Linked DNA regions of Mus musculus: all the other regions are linked to region 1. A link is a contact called in public HiChIP or PLAC-seq and Micro-C data. All regions are on one chromosome and are shown on one strand. Each heading gives the region's core, a stretch centred on a gene start, on an enhancer-like site or on the middle of the called end of the contact. The rest is flanking DNA. Distances are from core to core; before and after follow the strand shown.

Region 1 (3,099 bases), core at 275-2,774:
ATTACAGGGTAGGCAGGGGATGTCCCAGGTACCCAAATGGTGGTTGGGCACCAGGTCAAACACCAGCCTTCAGCAAAAGGCTGCCTTGACAGGCTAACCCTAAAGCAGCTGAAGTGACACACACCATAGTAACAAATAAGATTTTTTAAAGCCGAGCGTGGTAGCGTATGCCTTTAATCCCAGCACTCAGGAGGCAGAGGCAGGCAGATCTCTGAGTTCGAGGCCAGCCTGGTCTACAAAGTGAGTTCCAGGACAGCCAGGGCTATACAGAGAAACCCTGTCTCGAAAACACCAAAAAAAAAAAAAAAAAAAAAAAAAGATTTTTAAAAATATGAAACATTAGAAAAATGGGACCTCCTTAAGATGAGCCTAAACGATGTCCAGGTAGGGGATGGAAAAACAGCGTCCTTAAAAGGAGATGACAGTCGGAGAAGGACTGCAGGAGGAGGAAGTCTGGGCAGTGAACAGCTAGATGTGCAGGTGAGCAAAGGCTCTGGGGTAATAAGGTGCAACCTGGAGCCAAGGAAAGGAAGTATTCCAGTTAGCCATGTTGGCAGAGAGTCAAAGCTCTTCCTCCTGCGCCCCTCCCTCAGCTTTCTGCTGAAGTGACACTTCTGTCTTCCTCAGAGCCATGCCTCGGTGTCCTTGTTTGTAAACTGTGATGAGTGAACACAATCAAATTGTTCCCCCGCCCTATGTCTTACAGGAAGAGAAACTGAGACTGAGAAGGTTGGAGCGGAGCACACTCCCATTGCCCACTTACGTGTTGGAGGCACGTTTAAAATTCAAGTAGGGGGAGGGTCCTGGCAGCGAATAGGCGTGGCCAGGCAGGGGGACCAGGGGAGATGGCCTGGGCTGGTCGATACTTGGGGCGGGGCATGGCTCCAGGTACCTTGTGAGCCCTGCGGCCACAGGGAACCTGGCGGTGGTAGACTGGGGGCGGAGCCTAGATGGAGACCCGGTATGCATGCCCAGCTCAGTGTTTTCAGTGGCATAAAGGGAAGGGGGGTCGGGGTCGTTGCCCTAGGTGGGTTCAGGGCGGAGTAGATTTTAGAAGGAAGAAGTTTCAGAGAGCATGGCCTGAGCCAGGGATGTCATGGGTCGCGGGTGTGAACGTGGACTGCGGCCTGGCCGAGGGGCATTGGAAGGATCTGCACTTGCGTGGGAGTAGGCGGAGGTACATGACCTGGGCCCAGTTGTTTTAAGGATGGGTTTGGGAGTGTCTTGGGAGCTTGGGACCTGGCTGGAGCGTGACCCCGACCTGAGAGTTTGGAAAGCTCCAGGCGTGTGATTCTTGGGGGCGTGGTGGGTCCCTTACAGGACCTGGAGGAGGGTCTTTGGAAGACTGGGGGCGGGGTTGGCTAGGGGTGTGGTTTCTAGGAGGCGTGGCCTAGGAATGGCCTGGCCCGGGCGTTGGGGTCCAGGGTGTAGTGGTGCGCTTGGGGCTCGGCGGAACCCGGGGGGCCGCGCAGGGGAGCGTACAGCTGGTCGGGGGCGTGTCCGGGGCGTGTCCGCGCAGGCCCAGCGTTAGGGGGCGGGGCCGAGCGGCCGGGCGGGGCTCGGGGGTCCGTGTCCGCTCCAGTCCCTACAGCCAGGATCCTAGAGAGTGCATTCCACCATGGAGCAGCCGCGGAAGGCGGTAGTGGTAACCGGTAGGTGCATCTGGACCGGGGCGGCGGGGCAAGTGTTCGCGGTTGCCAGAGGTTTGCAGTTGTCGCCGCCCGCGATAGCACCGTTCGGTCCTGGTAACCTGGAAAGTCCGGGGTCACGCGGCCGGGAGTTCGGAGTGCGCGGGGACTAGGGTGCAGACAGGTCACCTCGCGTACTGCAGTCCCTCCCTGCCTCTTCAGAGCTCTGGCATGTCCCCACCCGCTGACCCCGGGGACAAAGGCGGGTTTACGGCCAGGAAAAGTCCCAGTGACATACGATCCGCTCAGCTTCTGCTCCTGGCACCTTGTATTGTTGGAGGGGCCTGCAACCCGGTTTGGGGCAGGTGTTGGGCCTGGAGTCAACCTGACCCCGGAATGACCCAGGGACTCTAGAGACCAGCTCCTACTGTCACCAGCACCCCCGGAAGCCAACTGTTCTTATTTCCAGGCCTTGGAGGAGGGCACTCGGGTTAGCCTCTGCCCTGAGAGGCCACAGGGAGTGAGCCAGGAAAAACTCCCACTCCTACAGGTGTTTTATAACTGAGAAAGGTTGGGACTTTCTCCCTGCTGTTCCCTGCAGTACAAGTGTGAACGACAGTGTCCCTGATCCATTGGAGCATTCTGGGGGTGGGGGTGTTTATTTGGTTGGTTGGTTTATTAAGATAGAGTCTCATTCTGTTGCACTATCCTGCTGACCTGGAACTTAACTCTGTGACCAAGGCTGGCTACAAACCCAGGGTGATGATTTAGCTTCAAACTTCCAAATGATAGGGTGAGCAGCATGTGCCACCATGATGAGATGCCCCAAGATGTGTCCTCTACCTGCTGTCCTGAGGTATGGTGGCTCTCTCTTAACCTCTTAACACTGGCAGCAGGCTCTTACCACCTGAGTTACACTAACCCAGGTTCTTAGATGTGTGTGTGTGTGTGTGTGTGTGTGTGTGTGTGTGTGTGTAGAGGTTAACCTTGGGTGTCATTACTCAGGCTCCATCCACCTCTGTTTTGAGAAAGTGTCTCAATTTAGGACGCATTCAGAGGTAGCATTTTTCAACCTGTGAGTCACGACCCCTTTGTGGGCCAATTGACCCTTTCACAAGGGTCACCTCAGATTGTGGGGAAACACAGATTTTTATATTATGATTCATAACAATAGCAAAATTACAGTTATGAAGTAGCAAAAGAGAGAAAGAAAGAGAGGATGGCAGCATTAGGAAGGCTGAGAACCCCTGCTCTAGAGCTTGCCAGTTAGGCTAGACTAACTGGCCATAGCGCCCCAGACTGCCTGTCTCTGCTTCCTCAGCCCTGGGAATACAAGTTTGTGCCTCCTCACCTCCGGTATATGGTGCTGGAGAGCTGAACTCGGGCCCTGTGTGGCAACTGACTGAGGTATCTTTCCAGCTGTATTTATTTATTTTGAAGCAGGGTCTCATGTAGCCTGGACTGGCCTGAA
Region 2 (3,099 bases), core at 268-2,767, 250 kb before region 1:
GTCTGCTTCAGGGAAATGTTCCTTTACAAGTCTGTCCTTAGCTTTTTATATCTTTATCTATTTTAATGAAACATTCTTTCACATTTGCCCCCAGCAAAACCCCATCCAACTGACTTTCCAAAGTACCCTTAAGTTTCCACCTCATTCAGGTTCTCTGGAAAAAGTTTGCTCTTAATCACTGAGCCACCTCTCCAGCCTCATAAAGTTATTTTTGTTGCTCCTTGATAACTAATTTTACTAGTTACAAACTGTAAATATCTGATATGCAGCCCCTCTCCAGAAGGGTCATGAATCACCGGCTGAGAACTCCTGCTCTAGGCAACTCCTGCTCTAGGCCTTCAGCATCCTCAAGTACCCTGACACCATGGAAGTCTTGCTTGCTTTGAGTCCTCTTCCCCAGCACATCAGCACTTCTCAGAAGACAAGGGACACTGCCTGTCGTTCAGCCCAGCCTGTATGCTGAGGCTGTCCCACTTAGGCCCAAGGACCATGCACCTCGATGGGCATTCTACATTGTTCTGGGGATTTGATTTTTTTTTGAGACATGGTCTCACGTAGTCCATGCTGAATACAACTGCTCTATGAAGTTAAGGACAAGCCCTTTATCTGATGTGCATCTCAAAGGTGCTGAGATGACAAGTGAAGAATGCTGGGGATGAAGCCCATGATCAAGCACTCCAGGCAACTTTAGATCTATCGACTGAATCCCAGCACTTATTTTGAATAGGTTGTCTTGTAGCCCAGACTGGCCTGGAACTTGCAGTGCTCCTCTGGCCTCAGCTCACGACTGCAGGGGTAACAGGCATAGGCATCGCATTCGCTACCCCATTGCAGAGGATGCTGCTGCGCTCGATGCCCCAGTGTGGCAGGTGCGCCTGAGTCAGCTCCCCTCGTGCCAAGCATCCCCGGGGCGGCCGCGCCACCCACGCACCAATTAGCACCCCCGGAAAGCAGGCCCCCGGGCGCCGGGGGAACTTGCCAGCCAGGCGAAGGGAGGGGCCGTGGGAGTGAGGCCGCACACCGCCAGAACCCCGAAGTCGGGGACGCAGCGCCCACCCGGCCGCAGGCCGCTCCCCGAACCCTGTATCCCCGGAATGTGACGCCACATCTAACGTGCCCCACGCGGATCCCAGCCTGCCGCGCCCCACCCAGACCCAGTAACCCGTGTGGCAGAGTTTTGTCCAGGCCGCCGCTAGGCACGTGCGCAACCCTATGCCCGTCTGGATCGTAGGCCACGCCCGGAACGTTGCGTCCAGGGACCCCGCACCCCACCCGGACCCCGGCCCGCCGCGCGCCGGAACCCCCAGCCCCGGACGCCCCGCCCCGCCCCGCTGCCACCGCCCCAAGTCCCCACGGACCCGACCTCGTTCCAACTCCTCCATGACGTAGGCCAGCAGCCCGGGGCAGCCACACTCGCCACCCACCACCAGCAACAGTAGGGAGCTGGGCGCCTCCACAGCCTCCGGCGCCGCCATCACTGCCGCCATCTTCGCACCGCCCCGACGCTCTGAGCGCCCCGCCCCGCTGGCCACGCCCCTTCAGGGAGCTTACCGGAAGCACCGGAGACCCCGGCCGGAAGCGCCCCCTCCTCTCCACCCCTCTGTCAATGCCCGCTAGGCTTTGGGAGCCCGAAGAGGACTGAGACTGGCTGTGTACTAAGATACCGTTATCCCTCCCAAATTTCATCCATTCATTTTTCATTCATTCCCTCATTCATTCTCCCGCTAAGCAACGCTTAGAATCTCTGTCCCCCGAAAACTCATTCCATCACAGGGGTTCTGCACAGAACCAGAGTCGGCTAGGTCCTGCGAGCTTCCTGAGTTAGAACCTGGACAGAAGAGAGCTTGGGGATGTGTAGCTGCTTGCTAGGTGTGTGTGCTGGGCCGGGTCATTTTGGAAGAAAGGACATTTTGGAGGGGTAAAGTCACCAAGCCTATCTGACACCAAGTCAGGTTGTCTCTAGATGACCCTGGGACTGTGATCTTCCTGCCTCCACAGCTTCCCACACGTTGGGACAGTAGACAGCTTGGGATTCACTAGGGCTATGTGTGATGGAGACTGCTTATGTGGCTCCCACTCAGACCTGGAACATTTTCACCCCAAACTTGCATCTTGGTTTATTTGTTTTTCGAAACAGGGTCTTTCTGTGTAGCCCTGGCTGTCTCGGAACTTGCTCTCTAGATCAGGCTGGCCTCAAATTCACAGAGATCTGCCTGCTTCTGCCTCCTGAGTGCTGAATTCAAAGGTGTGCTCCACCACCACCCAGTCCAATCTTACTTCTTTTTTGGCCATTCCATGTTAAGTATTTGAAATGCTGTTCACCCCAAGAAGGACCAGCTGGCTCCCCTCAAGAGTGAGCCTTCTGTCTCTGGAGTAAACAACTAAGCCCAGCCAGGTGCTTCCATTCACAGTCAACCTCCACTACCTAACAAATATGAGTCCAGCCTAGGCTACATCAAGTCATATATCAAAAAGAAACAACAATTTAAAAAGACAAAGATTCATGCCTTTAACCTCATCATCTCTCTAGAGACAGAGGCAAGAGGATCTTTGTGAGTTCAAGGCCAACACTGGTGTACACAGTGTTGACAAGACAGACAGACAGACTTTTAAAATAAATGAAAAACAAGCAAAGGCAATTCAGGACTGGTGTGATGCATCAGGAACCCAAATCAAGCCTGCTGCTGACAGACGTTCTGTAAAGGACTTCCCCAAGCCAACTTCCTCCATCAGTCCGTAGCATCAGCCAAGTCCTCAAGCCATGGTCTGAGCTTCCTGGATACTCTTTTGGCGCCAATATCCTTCCTGAATCCTGACTCCTCCCCCTTAACTGGTCAGCCTGCAGAAGTTGATGGCTTGTGATTTCCTCTGTTGTTATAACGGAAACAGAACTGGGATGGTCCATTCTCTGCCCTCTGGCTAAGATCCAGTGCAGAATGGGCTTGGCAGTGCATCTCCACACCCCTAACTCATCACAGAAGACTGAGTGACCTTGGACAGTCTGTGGCCACCCTGGGCTACATAGGGAGTTCAAAGCTAACCTGGAAAATAGAGCAAGTCCCAGGAAAGACTAGGGTAGTAAAATCAACACAAGCGACT
Region 3 (3,099 bases), core at 443-2,942, 220 kb after region 1:
GGACACAATGGCCCCAGTAGCGGAAAGGCCTGTGTCTCCAGCTTCACACAGTTCAAAGTCTTACCACCTTGAGGCTCTGTTTTCCTCTGTGTGGTCTGGGTTTCATACAGTCTCCTTCAGCACAGCATGTGTGTGTGTGTGCATGTGTGCCACAGACATGTGTGCCTTTTTCTGATCCCTTCTACTTCTTCATGTGAAGCAGAGCATCCCACTGAATGGAACGTGAGGCTCCCCTTTCAGTAGAGTGATTGGCCAGTCCCCTATCTGCAGCACTCAATGGCCACGCCAAACTTTAATGTGTGTGCCTGTACAGCAAATGCTAGCATAACGGAGCCTTCTCTCTAGCTCTATTTGTTTTTATTTATTTATTGCTTGCTTTTCTTTTCTTTTTTTTTTTTCTGAGGCAGGGTTTCTCTGTGTAGCCCTGACTGGGTAATCGCTTTGTAGACCAGGCTGGCCTTGAACTCAAAGAGAACTGCCTGCCTCTGCTGGGATTAAAGGCACGTGCCACTATGCCTGACCTTAGCTCTCTAATTTTTCTTTCTTTCTTTTTTTTCAAGACAGGGTTTCTCTGTAGTCCTGGCTGTCCTGGAACTCACTCTGTAGACTAGGCTGGCCTGGAACTCAGAAGTCTGCCTGCCTCTGCCTCCTGAATACTGGGATTAAAGGTGTGTGCCACCACTGCCTGGCAATATTTTTAAATTTAAAACATTTATCTATGTATCTCTGTGTGTGTGTGTGTGTGTGTGTGTGTGTGTGTGTGCACATGCTATGTGTATATTTAACTTCTTGCCAAGGCCAGAAGAGGGCGTTGGATTTCTAGAACCTTAGTTGCAAGGGCATATGAGCTATTCCATGGGATCACAAAGTCAGGTCTTTCTCGAGGACAGCAGGTGCCCTTAGTCTCTGAGCAATCTTTCCATCTTTCCAGAGAGCCCCCCCCCATTTGTCTTTTTTTCTCCGTGTCCTGTGTCACAGGCTGGTTTGAACTCACTCTACAGGTAAGGGTGGCTTGAATTCCCCATCCCCTTGGCTCCAGCTGGTCGTACCATCATGGCCAGTACTGTCTTTTTTCTTAGAAGGCGCAGCACATTTCTCCCATTTGAAACTTTATTATAAGTGTGGTGTGTGTGTGTGTGTGTGTGTGTGTGTGTGTGTGTGTGTGTGTGTGTATTGCTGGGGACCGAACCCCGGCTTCTGTGTGCCAAGTCAGGCTCTGCCCAGGAACTGTACTTTGGGACCCCTGCTCAATTCCTGGTAGGAAGTCTGCTCCCTTCCCCGGCTGTGTAGCCCAGGGCCCACTCTGTTCATGCCTGTGCCCTGGAATACAGCAGGCGCGCCAACAAGTCCTCAGCGAATGCTGGAGTCCAGTGAATGCAGGCATCAGTTCTGCCGTGTCCTCTGCCACTCAAGTCCCTCGCTGATGGGACAGGACCCGGACCGCTGTCCAGCGAACCACGCGCACTGCAGTGCGCCTGCGTAGGCACGCCCCTCCCAGGCTCCCGACGCGTTGCCCAGGCACGCGCAGGCGTGTTCACCCCAACGCCACACGCCTCTCCCGCGCGCCGGCGCCACGCTCTGGGCCGTGCTTGCGCCTGCGCGTTCTCTCCGGCCGTGGGCCCGGCCGGCGCCTGCGCGGTGGCTCCCGAGAGTGGGGGGGGCCAGGAGGTGGAGGAGGAGTAGGAGTAGGAGGAGGCGGCGAGAAGATGGCGACTTCGAACAATCCGCGGAAATTTAGCGAGAAGATCGCACTGCACAACCAGAAGCAGGCGGAGGAGACGGCGGCCTTCGAGGAGGTCATGAAGGACCTGAGCCTGACGCGGGCCGCGCGGGTGAGAGCGCGGGGGAGGGGAGGGGAGGAGGGAGGGGAGGAGGAAGAGACGCGGGGGCGGGGCTGCGGCCGCCGCAGGTGTCCCCACGCCGCCACAGCGCTGAGCGGCTGCTCGCGAGATTGCTCTTTGGACTTGACAGGTGGTCCCATCGCAGCTACCTGAGTGGACTGGTGTCATCTATTATTGTTGTCTGAGGGGACATGTGCCATCATCATAGCTATCAGAATGGACACGTGTCACCCCCCTGATTGCTACCTGATGGTACAGGGACTGCATCATTGCTACCTCGTAGGACCTACGACTCCATCATTGCTACCTGAGGGGGCAGGTGTCACCCTTCATTGCTACCTGGTGGGGCAGGTGTCACCCTTCATTGCTACCTGGTGGGATAGGTGCCACCATCTTTGCTACCTTCAGGGAGAGTTGTTCCCTTAGTGTTATCTGTGTGGATAAGTGGCCCCATTGTTGCTACCTTGAGGGGATAGTTGTCACCCTTTATGCTACTTGAGTGGACAGGTCTCCATTAATGCTACCTGAGTGGACGGTTGTCACCCTTCATTGTTACCTAAAGGAAAGGGGTCCTTTCATCGTTATTTGAGGGCACAGTTGTCACTCCATTGGCACCTGAGGAGGAGGTGATACTGTATCATTGTCACCTGTGCCTTCCTTGGTACTCCTACTTCTGCCGTGAAGGAGATGTTATCCCTCCTGGATAGCTGAGGATATCCCTCCTCCATGTTTGGAGTCAGCATAGAGGTGGCTGCTTGGTTCCCATGCATGACAGGGAACAGCTGCCAACAGACTGGGTGGCTGGGCCATTTGACAGGCATAGCTGGCCTTGCTAGGTTCTTGGCCAAGTGGAGTGGATGCGGAGCCTTATCCTTCCATGTCAAGTGTGTGTCATCAGACTTTCCTCAAGGGTGAAGGAGGTGATGCTGGTGTGTGGCATGTTCTGCACACCCTCAGACCTGGGTTCTGAGTCCCATGTGACCTGCCAGGGGTACTTACATGAGGCTTGGATTCATCAGTGGGCACCTTTGGGTCAGGTAATCTTATAGTCAGTTGCTTGTTTCTCCAAGATTGTGGCATCGTAGGCGAAAGTGAGTGATTGAATGTGGTGGTTTTCTCACTTTCAATCAGACTCTGTCCCCAAAGCCCTCGGGGCGGGGGAGGGGGGTGAAGGGGGGCATGTTCTCCCTCAGTGTATTGAGAAAGGCATTGAGAAAGGGCAATGAATGAACAAATAAACAGTGTATCATCTGCCGGG
Region 4 (3,099 bases), core at 392-2,891, 210 kb before region 1:
CTGGTGACAGGTGGATGCCACTAGGTCCAGCTTATGGCCTTTGTCTACCCACTGAGCCACAAGCTCTCTACCAACTAAGCTACAAGCACTCTTAGTCCCAGCACCTGCTTTTAAAAGATGCATCTTACTTTGTAGCCCAGGCTGTCTCAGACTCATGATATTCTCCTGCCTCAGCCCCACCACACCCACCCAGTGCTACCACACCAGGTACTGTTCAGCTAATTTTTTCCTGTGATCCTCATACAATTGGAACCTATTCATAGCAACAGAAGTACTGTGTGCTGGGCTCAACAGGAGGCCATCCTCCTCTGGGGTCCGTGCAGTCACTGCAGAGGCTGATCACCTGCAAAAGGCCCAAGAAAGCCAACATTAGCAGTCCACAAACTGAAACACCACGCCGAGAGTTGTGTGCCTTTCCTTTTGTGCTTCTCAAAGTCCACCACACGGACGGGGAGCCAGCTCCGGCTGCTGTTAGGGTGAGGATGGGGCAGCGCCTCTTCCCGCAAAGCCATCTTTCCTGCTCTGCATTCCCGCTCACAGTAATAGACTCCTCGAACTGAACCTTCTGCTTTCTTTCCTACAGGGCCATGCCTGCCATTCCAGCGCCTGGGACAATGAGGCAGGGGGACCAGTTCAGGGTCATTCACGGCTCCAGAAACTCCAAGGATGACCGGATGTGGCAGTAACTGTGTCAGAGATGCACAAAATCCTAAGTATTGCAGACTAAGATGAAGTTAATCGTCAATGAAGCAACAGAAGCATCAAAAAAGAACTAGGGGAGGGGGGAGTAAAGAAAAGCAAAAGATTAAGCAGTGCCAGTCGGCTTCAGCAACAAGGCGGGGGCTGACTCGGGCAGCAGCGGACGCCGAGCAGCTGGGATCTCTCTGTGTAGCCCTGGCTGTCCTGGAACTCACTCTCTGTAGACCAGGTTGGCCTCGAACTCAGAAATCCGCCTGCCTCTGCTTCCCGAGTGCTGGGATTAAAGGCGTGCGCCACCACCGCCCCGCGCCGGCTTGTGATTTATTTAGCAATTCAGTTATGTTCAATTATTTTTGAGATAGTGTCACTTTCGGCCTAGGTCTGCAGTCAGTCCTTCTGCTTCGGGCCCCATAGTGCTGGAATGAATGACACCATGACGGCCATGTCGGTTGCATTTAGTCTAATCCAACTTCTACTCCGTCTGACCCTCAGTTTCCCGACTCAGACAGGGCAAGGGATGTCTTCTCACTTTTGCCCTGAGTTGGAGGAGCCATTGGCCTGACAAAGAGCCCAGAGCAGCCAGGCCCGCACCCCGGGTGGGCCACTGACGCCCCCTGGTGGCACAGCAACCACATCCCGGCCGTCGCCACAGGGCTGGGGCCGGCCTCCCCATCTTTTCTCCGGGCAGCGGCCATCTTGGTGAGGTCACCGTTATGGAGTTTAGCGTTTATCTTCCGTTTTTGTTCACCAATATCTGAGATGGGCCGATAACGTGTTATTCTTGAAAACATTTTGCTTGGAAAGAAGGAGAGCTGGCAACACTGGTTTAGTATTTTGGCTCAGAGAAAAACTCCTACAGACTCTACCAAGATGGCGGCATTCGAGAACGTCATGAGTAGAGCGCCACCGAAAGTTGAGTACGCAGGCGCGGCGACGTCATTGACACGCGACCGAGCCGGTGCCGGGGGAAGAGGTAGGAACGGCTGTGGCGCGGGCGGAGCCGGGTTGCGGGGCACGCTGGGCGGGCGCGGCTCGGCCTGGGGGTCCTGCCGGCGGGAAGGCGGAACTGGAGATGGGGTGCCCGGTGGTGGGTGCTCCCAGCGCGCAGGCGCAGAAGCTCGCGGGGAGTTCAGCCAGTTTCCGGCCCAGGTCGAGCCGGGAGGGCTTCCTGGAGGAGGAGGAGTAGGAGTTTTCTGTCACTTTCCTCCTGCCGCGCGGCCTGGCAGTCATGGGGAACCACGTAGGCACTTTTCGAAGGGGATTATTTAGAGTCCTGGGCTCATTTTGTAGTCTAGGCTGCCTCGAACTCAGTGTAATTCTCCTACTTCAGCATTGCTAAGTGCTGGAATCACAGGCGTGGGCCCACGATGCCCGGCCTCGGACCCTAGGTAGGTCCGGAAACTGAGGTGGTGGTGCGGATCTGATCAGGTCCCTAGTGAGGAGGGTCCTTTGCTGTCCGTGCTCGCGGACTCCTTAATGCCCCCAACTTGCTGATGACGATGGTTTGTTAAATGACATATATACAGTAGACATTCAGTCAGGAAGATTCTGAGTTCCAGGATAGCCTGGGCAAGATACCGAGGCTCTTTCTGGATACAAATGACTCCGGATACCCACTCCACACCCACACACCCACAACGCCACCACCAAATGCCTTAAAGAGAAATTTCCGGTCTGGGAACGTCAGGAGCTCTTGGTCGGCCTTCTCTGGTGCTACACCTGAACTGGTTTCTTTCTTTCTTTCTTTCTTTCTTTCTTTCTTTCTTCCTTTCTTTCTTTCTTTCTTTCTTTCTTTCTTTCTTTCTTTCTTTCTTTCTTTCTTTCTTTCTTTCTTTCTTTCTTTCTTTCTTTCTTTCTTTCTTTCTTTCTTTCTTTCTTTCTTTCTTTCAAGATTTATTTATTATATGTGTGTACACTGTAGCTGTCTTCAGACACTCCAGAAGAGGGCATCAGATTTTTGTTACGGATGGTTGTGAGCCACCATGTGGTTGCTGGGATTTGAACTCAGGACCTTTGGAAGAGCAGTCAGTGCTCTTAACCACTGAGCCATCTCACCAGCACCCTGGTTTGTTTCTTGAGGGATGCTCTGTATGGCCTAGGCTGGCCTGGAGCTTAGAGGTATCCACCTGTCCCAGCGTGGCAGCCATGCCTCTAGTCCCAGCCAGCCTTGCCCTGAAGTTTCAGCAGGAGTTTATTGGGTTAGAAGAGAAACATGAGCCCAGCATAATGCTGCATGCCTGTCATCCTGCTGAGGCAGGAGGATGGAAAGTTTCAGGCTGGGTGTGAGGTCCTGAGGGCAGGGCTGGTGGGTGTATTTGAAGGCTCAAACGAGGCAGGTGTGCCTCTCACAGGGAAGACCTAGTGAGGAGCTTGGGAGTCAGGGACTGTTTGGGGTCCAGC
Region 5 (3,099 bases), core at 448-2,947, 180 kb after region 1:
GACTAGCTGGATGCATTTCAACCTACTATAAGCTGAGACTCTGGTGTGGGAGGTTGTAGGCAGCCAAGCCCCTCAAGCATTGCTGCCATTTATCCTCTGAGCCTTAAGCAAGGAGGAGTGATGGAAGGGAGAGAGGAAGAAAGAACAGAAGACAGAAAATAATAAAAAAGGAAAGACAGCCAGGCATGGTGATATATATGCCTGTCATTCCAGGACTCAGAAGGGTGATGACACAGGAGGGTTCACAGTTGCAGGCCAGCCTAGGAGACACAGTCTTAACAAAAGGAAGACCTTAACAAAAGGAAAGCCTTGCACAGACATGGGCCTTTGAACCATTGCTGAGGGTTGCAAGTCTATAGCGTGCTTGAGGTAGAGGGTGTGGAGGCTGGCTTGTGTCTCTGTGGGCAGGGATTTCGGGAATGGGAGCTAGAGTATGAGGGCAGATACAGAAGGGATGGGGATTTGAGAGTGGCATTGGGCCCTGAGGTAGGAGGTTCTGAGCTTACTATATGCTGAAAACGCTGAAGCAAAGGGTTGGAAGTCAGAGGGTTGGGTTGGGTTCAGGCTGGGAAAGGGATATGGCTCGGGGCAGGATGCTAGTGAAGAGGGTCTGTGCACTCAGGGACTTTTGTTCCCTCACTCATCAGAACATGCCATCTGAGCCATCCCGCTTCTGCCAAAGATAAGCCACGCCCACATCTGTGCGCCGCCTAGCCCACACCTTGTTTGCCCCGCCCTTCATGGCACGACCTTCACAACTTAGGTTCCACATCTCCTACCAAGGCTCTTCCCCAACCCTCCCATTCTTGCAGTCCAGACCCGCCCCCTCATTATGATGAGCCCCGCCCAAGTCCCGATCCTTCTCCCAGCCCTGGCCCCGCCCAGGCACCTCCCGAACGTGGATTCGGCCCTCTTCCCATCCCAGGCATATGTTCCCAGCAGTTCTGCTCTTAATTAAAAGACCCTCCCAACCTACCCTTTGCCTCACCCCTCCGCTAACCACGCCCCTCTCGGGCTAGACACTTCCCATCATCATCCTGGGCTCCTTCCCTCCTCTAGGGGCGGCTCCAGTCTTCCTCCACTTTTCTTCTGGTCCAGCATATATCTAACACCAAGAATGACCCTCAGGCCGCCTTCCCCTTCCTGGTTATGTTGGGAAGTAACATGGTTCCATTTCCCGCATAGGCCTTCCAGCCACTCTCTCCACAGCCAAGACTCGCCCCTCTCCAAACTCAGGCCCTACCATACCTTGGAGCCAACCTTTTCTCCCACAGAACTTTTCTTCCACAGGTCTCTTCCCTCCTTTACATAGGCCCCGCCCCTCTTTAGGTCATGTCCTGCTTGAATCACCTTTCTCAGACCCCTCCCTTCTGAGGGCCATGACGTCTTCAACCCTTACCCCCACTTCAGGTACTATCTTCCTTAGGTCCGCTCTTAGGCCATGCTTATAATTCTTATTGCACGCCTCCAGGGTTTTAAGCGCCACTTCTCTTCAAGGCTCCGCCCCAATCCCCGCCTACCTCTTTGGCCCCTGGTCTTTCAGGCTCCTCCCCCTCACTTTCTTTGGCCTTACTCGATGTTCTTCTCCGACCTGCTCTCCTCAGGCCCCGCCCCTGATCCCAAGCTCCGCCCACCACTCGAGTCCCTCCCTCCTTCTCAGCGGCTCCGCCCGCTGCCCCGGGCCCCGATCTCCCGATCAGCGCGCCGCCCCATCGCTCGGGCGCGCGGCGGAAGATGGCGGAGTCCGGTGGCAGCAGCGGCTCTAGTCAGAGCCCCGAGCGCCCGAGCAGGTGAGTCCTACGCCTCTGTTGGCATGCACCACTTGGCTCGGGCGGGGCCGACCCGGGGCCGCCGGGGGCGTGGACGTTCCGAGTCCCTGTCGTTAAGGTCCTGAGCTATGGCGTAGGCCTGAGGGCAGGCTGAGGCCCGGCTTCCTGGGAGCTGCGAGCCCGGGGCTGAAGGGGTTCGGGGAAGGTGACGTGGGAAGCTCCACAAGGACCCTGGGGCCCGGGAGGGAGCCGAGGCGTTCGTGAAGGGAGCACTGAGACCACCTGGTTACCTCCACAGGTCCTGATGGCAGGGAACAAGAGGCCTAGGCATGTCTGGAGGGGAACACTGAGGCCAGTCACCTAGGAGCCTGGACATGTCTGAGGAAGACACTGAGGCCAGTCACCTAGGGGCCTGGACATGTCTGGGGAGACACTGAGGCCAGTCACCTAGGGGCCTGGACATGTCTGGGAGACACTGAGGCCACTGGGAGACCTCAACAGGTTCTATTTGTCAGAAAATTGTCTAGGGGCTTGATAGGTGAACAAGGGACTTGGGCATGCCGTGAGGGGACACTGAGGCAACCTTGGGGGCCCCAGCAGATCCATCATGATGGCCAGGGAGTCTCAGGGACTGTGAGAGGTCGGGATGTATTTGTGGAGTTTGAGCACTGTGAGAGAAGATACTCAAGAGTATAGGGTCTTTCTTTAAGACCCCCTTCCTTCCACCCTTCATAGGGTTTAAATACCCCTCCCCTCACTCTAAACGTTTGAATTGGAGGTCTTGCCCTCAGATATTGGGTCCACGTTCACCCCTTTTAGTTAAATGAGGTCACCCTTTTTCCTGGTCAACTCTGAAGGTGGGTTCCTTGAACTTGGGAATTTGCATAAAGATGGCAAGTATTTTTAAATATTTGTTTTATTTTGGTTTTTCAAGACAAGGAATCTTATAGCTGGTCTCACAGATGCCATATAGCTGAGGATAACATCAAACTGCTGGTTATCTTTCCTCAACCCGAATGATCAAGATGACAGGCATGCATCTCTATTCCTGTGGTGCATGCTAGGTGAGGACTCTACTACTGGGTCATATGCCTGCCCTCTACCCATCCTATTTTTAAGATAGTGACTGATTTGTATAGCATAGGCCAACCTTGAACTCAAAAACTTTCTGTTGCAATACATTTTTGTGAATTGATCTGGAGTCTCAGGGGAAGAGCACCTACCGGTCTTAGGGAACTCTCTTAGGGAGCACTCACACCCTCCATTTTCACATTAACCCAGAGCCAGGAACCCCTGCCCTGAGACAGCCACCACCCTTGTGAGATCAAGG

Evidence for each region. Hi-C and Micro-C count contacts between places; a contact is called where the count stands out from the background. HiChIP or PLAC-seq counts read pairs in DNA pulled down with a chosen protein or histone mark.
Region 2: an HNF4G HiChIP or PLAC-seq map of pancreatic cancer cells shows a contact between it and region 1. The contact joins the promoter of Map1s here to the promoter of Pgpep1 in region 1. A contact is called at or near these places in 2 of 115 datasets of contacts at active chromatin or transcription factors (embryonic stem cells and pancreatic cancer cells) and 1 of 9 other capture datasets (liver).
Region 3: a FOXA1 HiChIP or PLAC-seq map of pancreatic cancer cells shows a contact between it and region 1. The contact joins the promoter of Crtc1 here to the promoter of Pgpep1 in region 1. A contact is called at or near these places in 1 of 115 datasets of contacts at active chromatin or transcription factors (pancreatic cancer cells) and 1 of 9 other capture datasets (pancreatic islet).
Region 4: a contact with region 1 is called in an H3K4me3 HiChIP or PLAC-seq map of embryonic stem cells, with 13 read pairs. The contact joins the promoter of Ccdc124 here to the promoter of Pgpep1 in region 1. A contact is called at or near these places in 3 of 39 promoter capture datasets (the HPC-7 cell line, cranial neural crest and pre-B cells), 3 of 484 Hi-C or Micro-C datasets (B cells, pancreatic cancer cells and peritoneal macrophages), 4 of 115 datasets of contacts at active chromatin or transcription factors (embryonic stem cells, memory CD8 T cells and pancreatic cancer cells) and 3 of 9 other capture datasets (adipose tissue, liver and pancreatic islet).
Region 5: a contact with region 1 is called in a Micro-C map of embryonic stem cells, with 3 times the contacts expected there. The contact joins the promoter of Klhl26 here to the promoter of Pgpep1 in region 1. A contact is called at or near these places in 2 of 39 promoter capture datasets (cranial neural crest and embryonic stem cells), 1 of 484 Hi-C or Micro-C datasets (embryonic stem cells), 2 of 115 datasets of contacts at active chromatin or transcription factors (embryonic stem cells and pancreatic cancer cells) and 2 of 9 other capture datasets (adipose tissue and pancreatic islet).

What each region holds. Positions count from the first base shown.
Region 1 is chr8:70,658,163-70,661,261 of GRCm38.p6, reverse strand. Pgpep1 (pyroglutamyl-peptidase I) reads left to right here and starts at 1,524. Exons shown (of 5, transcript NM_023217.4): 1 at 1,524-1,652. The coding sequence starts at 1,619.
Region 2 is chr8:70,904,392-70,907,490 of GRCm38.p6, reverse strand. It overlaps Map1s (microtubule-associated protein 1S), which reads right to left and starts at 1,517. Exons shown (of 7, transcript NM_173013.3): 1 at 1,364-1,517. The coding sequence starts at 1,487.
Region 3 is chr8:70,438,166-70,441,264 of GRCm38.p6, reverse strand. It overlaps Crtc1 (CREB regulated transcription coactivator 1), which reads left to right and starts at 1,692. Exons shown (of 14, transcript NM_001004062.2): 1 at 1,692-1,832. The coding sequence starts at 1,707.
Region 4 is chr8:70,872,032-70,875,130 of GRCm38.p6, reverse strand. Ccdc124 (coiled-coil domain containing 124) reads left to right here and starts at 1,641. Exons shown (of 5, transcript NM_026964.3): 1 at 1,641-1,672.
Region 5 is chr8:70,475,541-70,478,639 of GRCm38.p6, reverse strand. Klhl26 (kelch-like 26) reads left to right here and starts at 1,697. Exons shown (of 3, transcript NM_178771.3): 1 at 1,697-1,790. The coding sequence starts at 1,735.